Regions from separate parts of the Pan troglodytes genome. Here region 2 is linked to region 1. A link is a contact called in public Hi-C data. All regions are on one chromosome and are shown on one strand. Each heading gives the region's core, a stretch centred on a gene start, on an enhancer-like site or on the middle of the called end of the contact. The rest is flanking DNA. Distances are from core to core; before and after follow the strand shown. Region 1 holds the start of BASP1 (brain abundant membrane attached signal protein 1). Region 2 overlaps BASP1 (brain abundant membrane attached signal protein 1).

The links. A called contact is a pair of places that touch in the nucleus more often than the background predicts.
Region 2: a Hi-C map of a lymphoblastoid cell line shows a contact between it and region 1, with 2.7 times the contacts expected there. The contact joins the enhancer-like site here to the promoter of BASP1 in region 1. A contact is called at or near these places in 2 of 7 Hi-C or Micro-C datasets (a lymphoblastoid cell line and stem cell-derived neural progenitor cells) and 1 of 1 datasets of contacts at active chromatin or transcription factors (stem cell-derived excitatory neurons).

What each region holds. Positions count from the first base shown.
Region 1 is chr4:17,866,302-17,869,115 of NHGRI_mPanTro3-v2.0_pri, forward strand. It overlaps BASP1 (brain abundant membrane attached signal protein 1), which reads left to right and starts at 1,452. Exons shown (of 2, transcript XM_016952979.4): 1 at 1,452-1,676.
Region 2 is chr4:17,916,981-17,919,936 of NHGRI_mPanTro3-v2.0_pri, forward strand. The region is part of intron 1 of BASP1 (brain abundant membrane attached signal protein 1); the gene reads left to right. Among named protein-coding and RNA genes, the nearest start is that of BASP1, 51 kb to the left of the region's middle. Within about 2 kb of position 1,436, at least 2 of the 24 cell types and tissues checked have an H3K27ac peak or open chromatin away from gene starts, as enhancers often do. A contact at or near this core is called in a lymphoblastoid cell line, where this site is marked.

The sequences.
Region 1 (2,814 bases), core at 202-2,701:
GGTTACAGTTTGTCACTCCGGTTCTGGAGGGCCACCTTGTCCCTGAATTCGCGCCCAGGTCATGAGGGCAGAACCATCCTGAGGACAACCTGCAACTCCATCGATTTTTTCTTGGCTGGGACTCAGGCGAGCATGAAAGCGATCCAAACACAGCCAGAGGGCGCCAAAATGCCGCAAATAAAAGTTCCAAAGGCGTCAACTGGCGTTTGCGGGAAGGTAAAATTGGCTTTTGTGTAATCAAAGAGCTACCGTTGTCAACGATGTCACGTTACGTTATTTTTGTATGTCCCTCTTGCCAACAGGTAAGCAAAGTGAACGCATCTTCCTACCCCGGTGGCTATTCTGTGTCCCGGTGCTAAACCAAGTGTCCGCCCCCCAGGGCACCGGACAAGCCGCGGTTGGCCCTAGCTTTGACTCGAGCGCTCGCGAGTAGCAGCGTGCGGGTTGCCTCGGCCAACCCTGTCTTCTCAATATTGGTGGCCTCCATTAAAGCACAGACATCAAAAACATCGACGGCCCCTTTCCCCTCTTCTTTTCCCTCCTTCCTCTCCCAAGTTCCGAGAGCATCCTCCGAGGGGCGACGTCTCTCGCCCGACCAGCTGGACCTCGGCGACCGCGCCTCCCCCGAAGCTGCAGCCTTCGGGGCTCAGCCCCGCGGGTGCGGGTGCAGGTGCGGAGCCGCCCAAGGTGCGCAGCCGCCCAAGGTGCGCAACTCGTTTGCAGCGGCGCAGCCCAGACGCGCCTGCAGCTGGGGCTCACCCCAACCTCGCTGCCCGCCGAGGTAGCGGAATCGTAGTCGACGTCGGGAGCGGGCTGGACTGGGGTCTGAGAAGGGTAGCTGGTGCCAGGGGGTGTCATTCATCACCTCGAGACAGCTCCCTAAGTCTGAGCGACAGCCCGAGCCCTTCTTATCCAACGGTTCCAAATAAATGAGGGGGAGAGAGAGAGACAGAGAGAGAGAGTGAGAGAGAGAGAGAGAGAGAGAGAAGCCCACGGACAGCCCAGGCGGCGCGGCGGGGGAAGGGGGACGCAGGAATGGAGGAGAGGAGAGGGGAGGCGGAGGGGGGATCTGAATAGAGGGCATTTAGGAAACGTTGGCGGGGCACAGAGTTGGGAGGTGGGGGGAAGGGAGGAACCAGGATGGAGGATAGGAGAGAAATGGGGGTGACTGTGCTGGAGGGGAGGGGAGGTGGGGGCCTAGAGCTGGGGGGAGTCAAGGGGAGGCGGGCGTGTCCAGGCTAGAGGGGAGAGGGGAGGGTCTGCGCCGGAGGGAGGGGAGGGGAGCAGAGGGAGTGCAGGGGGTGGGGAGCACGGAGCTGGAGGGGGTGGAGAGGAGACGGGCGGGGCGCCGGGCTGGAGGGAGGGGAGAGAGGCGGGCGGGGAGCGCGGGAGGAGGGAGGCTGGGCGGGCGGACGCGCGGGGGGAGGGCACTGGGCAGGAAGGGGAGGGGGAGCGAGCGCGAGAAATGCAGAGGCTGCAGCGGCGGCGGCGGCGGCAGTAGCGGCAGCGGCGACGACGGCGGCGGCAGCGCTCCAACTGGCTCCTCGCTCCGGGCTCCGCCGTCGAGCCGGGAGAGAGCCTCCGCCAGCGGCCAGGCACCAGCCAGACGACGCCAGCGACCCCGGCCTCTTGGCGGCACCGCGCTAACCCAGGGGCTGCACAGGCACCCAGAGCCGGTAAGGAGGCGCGCCCGGTGGCCCCGCGCCGCCGCGGACCCGGGGGCCTCCGTCCCCCACCGCGCCGCGCCCCGCCCCGCAGCCCCCAGGCTCTCCCTTCGTGCAGCGGGCAGCGGGGATGTGGGCCCGGATTGGACGGCAAGGGCCTGGGGTCCCTCTGTGAGGGCTCCGTCGCACTTCGGGGATCCCGGGTGATGGGGGGCCCAGAAGTGGGAGGCTTCAGCCGCTCGCATGGTGGAGGGGTGAGGGGGGCGGCGAGGTTGGTAAACGGAGCTGGGGGGAGGGGGCTGTCGGGGAGAGGAGCTGCGGGTGACGGGAGGAATTGCCGAATGCGAAACCCCCTCAGTGCGTTGAGTCCCGGGGAGACGGTTCTGTGGGCTGAAGGGAGCGCTTCCGTCATTGGAGCCCTTACCAGCCTGGGAGAAAGCGCTCGGGGCGAGGGGCGCAGCAGCCAAAGATGGAGGGTGGGGGTGGGGTGGGGCGGGAGTCCGGGGAGAAAGAAGATGGGGAATCTGGCCCGATCAGAAGGAAGTGGGTGGCTTTTTGCTTTGGCAAACGGGTTTTCTCGACCCATGGGACTCCTGGATCTTGGTTCTGGGGCCAAGGAATACGAGGTTCACACGGCGACGTGCACTCAGAAGCACCTCCCGAGCAGATCGGAGCCCCAGCCTCGTCCGTGGCGGAATTGCCTTCCCACGAACCCGTGGGCTGCCTCGGAGCAGTTTGTTTTTTCGAGCCTTTGGTTCCAAGAATGCGCCAGGCGCCTCCGCCCTGGGTCCCGGCCCCGGCCCGGGCCCGGGGGGTGTGGGCTTGAACCTGACAGCGCGCGGCCCTAACTGGGCTCAGCCCCGCTGGGTGCGTAGGGTTGGGGTTGAGCAGCTTTTGCCCAAAGCGCTAAAGCTGAAACCCGGCGCCCGGTTCCTGCTCCCGCCGCCCCCGTCTCCCCTCCATTTCCAGAAAAATAAAAATTGCGGAATCCTGGATCCGATCGCACGCACAATGCGCGGCTGCAAACCGCATTCTTTTCATGAATATTCATCGAACGCTTGGCCAGGCTCCTTATCTGCGTCCCCAGAGACATTTCCGCCTTGAAACGAACTCGGTGGACAGCCCTTGCCCATGTAATTCTCACTCTGCT
Region 2 (2,956 bases), core at 186-2,685, 51 kb after region 1:
CAGGAGTCTTGACCCAAACCCAAAGAATGCATAGGCAGCAGGGCTGATCCATGCATTTTCACTTGGTACCAGCAAAGGGATTTGAGAACCCTTAGTCACTGCAAGGGGCAGAAGTGTCTTCTATTAAGGACATAATAAGTCCTGCTGAAGACCAGGTCAGCTCAGTAACTCCAGTCGCCACAGCAGTTATTGGTCAAATTGGGTTCCTCTGGTAGCACCACAGAGCAAGGGACACTAACCCTTTGGGCTTCCCGATTCATTGCTGTCACTTTGGGGCAGAATGGAGGTATGATTTAAATCCTACAGTGCGGGATATTTTCACCCTGGTGTGTCTCTGACAGTGTCCTGCTATAGAAGTTTAAGGAACAGTATATGTGGCTTCAATTTCCATAAGTTAAAAATGCAGGAAAAAGATTATGTCTGGAGGAGTAGATTTTCAGAAAAAGCGGTTTTAAGGATGATGAAAAGAGAATTTATTCAAAATGAGAGGCGTTTTCTCTGTTCCTTCGCCACCTCTCCCTCCCTTGCTTGCTCTGTTCTGTCTCCCTCCCTCCTTATTTCATTCTCACTCTTGCTCTTGTTCATCTAAGAGTAATGAATCTTTGCCTTATTGTGTTTGAATTCACCATGGCCTCCTTGTTGATATTCCTAAAGTTGGCATTAAAAGCTATATCTGGGGCGGGGCATGGTGGCTCACGCCTGTAATCCCAGCACTTTGGGTGTCTGAGGCAAGCGAATCACCTGAGGTCAGGAGTTTGAGACCAGCTTGGCCAACATGGTGAAACCCCGTCTCTACTAAAATACTAAAAATACAAAAATTAGCCAGGTGTGGTGGTGCACAGGTAATCCCAGCTACTCAGGAGGCTGAGGCACGAGAATCACTTGAACCGAGAGGCGCAAGTTGCAGTGAGCCGAGATCGCGCCACTGCGCTCCAGCCTGAGCGACAGAGCAGCAAGATCCTGTCTCAAAAAAAAAAAAAAAAAAAATCTGACCTGGAACTCTTTCTCAGTGTAGGAACTCCAAACATAATCTTTCAAAATGTTGCCTGTGGATAGCTCTGTAAAAATGGTGATACACCCTGGTTTCGTTTTGTTAAGTGGTTGTATTGCGCTGGAAATTTGGGGCTGAGAACTTTTCCCACTTTATTTTTCTCAACGTTTCTACATAACACTAAACTGAATATCACATTAGTTTTCGAGAATTCTGATTAGCCCTTGTAAGATTGATTTAAACTATATTTGAAAGGATAATTTAAAGTATCTGTAGGCTGATACTACTTAGCATCGCATAAAAGGAAAAGATGGTTTGATTATTTTTAGGAAGCACGCTTGCTCAAAGAGATTGGGTCTTGCAAGGCAGGACCACCAGTGATTGGTAGATGACGCATCAAAAGTAGGTAAAGGGGAAACAACCGAGTGTCTTCCACAGCCAGGGCACTGTGAACTAGTTCTGCATGAGTGAAGCTGATGAAACCTGACTTTTCTGACAGTTTTGACGCTGAGATGTCTTCAGTGAGCCATTCCATCCTGACTCATTCCTTACAGAGTTTACACATTATTCTGAGAAGATTTTCTAAATATAATTGAAAACATTAAAAAACATTCTGTGCTTTAATATTTAGATGTCATTTTACAATTTTTGTTTGTATTTTTTTTGCTTCTTTTTTTTTTTTTTTTTTTTTTTTGAGACTAAGTCTTGCTCTGTCACCAGGCCCCAGGCTGGAGTGCGGTGGCACGATCTCATCCCACTGCAACCTCCGCCTCCCGGGTTCAAGCGATTCTCCTGCTTCAGCCTCCCAAATAGCTGGGACTATAGACGCACGCCACTGCACCTGGCTAATTTTTGTATTTTTAGTAGAGATGAGGTTTCACCATGTTGGCCAGGCTTGTCTTGAACTCTCAACCTTGTGATCCTCCTGCCTCAGCTTCCCAAAGTGCTGGGATTACAGGCGTGAGCCACCGCTCCCAGCCTTTTTTTTTGTTGTTGTTGTTTTTGCTTTTTAAAATTTTTTTTGTTTCTAATTTTCAGCAAGCTTCACATATTGAAATGACGTATGAAGACATCCAATCATAGTAATAGCAGCTGGCTGTCAATTTAATCTTCAGGGTGTAAGATGATATATTTTTATGACAGTGATTAGTAGATGTATTGAACTCTATTGATAATACCACTTGTTTTTTTATCTTGCATTGCATTTTATTTAGTGCCAGAAGCATTCATAAAATTATTTTTCCCCCTAGAAAGAGAATACACTTTAAGTATCGTTGTTTTACTGATTAGGAAATTTGAGATCCAGAGTGGGAGGTAACCACTGAGTCTCACAGCACTTTGTTGACAGTGGAGACCAACCTCTAGCACACCTATCATTTTTAGCAAACTTCATACTGAGTGCTAGGTGGCTTGTTTTTGACACAAGTCAAACAAATAAAATATTTCATAATTTATTTTTTTCTTATACGGCATTTTGCTATCTACTCTTCCACCTTTATTTTCTCAAACTGAAAGACTGAATTTTAATAAAGTAGGCTGTGCTAATGGAGTGGTGTAAGGTAAGAAAAAATGTAAGTGCGTATTAGGAAAGTTCTGGATGAGTTGGTCATGTCAGCAGCCAAATCATGGTTGTTTAGTGAAATTATTTGCTATTAAGTGTGTACAGAGGGGATCATATTATAGTTTGTAAGAATTGTGGTTTTTTAGTGAAATTCTTAGCTATTAAAATAGCGTGTACAGAGGGGATCTGGACCCAGTGTGTCCTGTGGATTCTGTGTACAAAATAAACACAGCAGATGATCTGAAGGGATAAGGAATATCTTCTGTGTTCCCTGACAGGCTTCCTGGAGAAAAAGGAACAAGCAACTGGAAAACTCGGTAGAGGAGATTGTCTCTATTACAGAGTGTCTTCATTATAACATCAGATTTCAAATTATTTCTCACCTTTACTCTCCCAAAGAAATT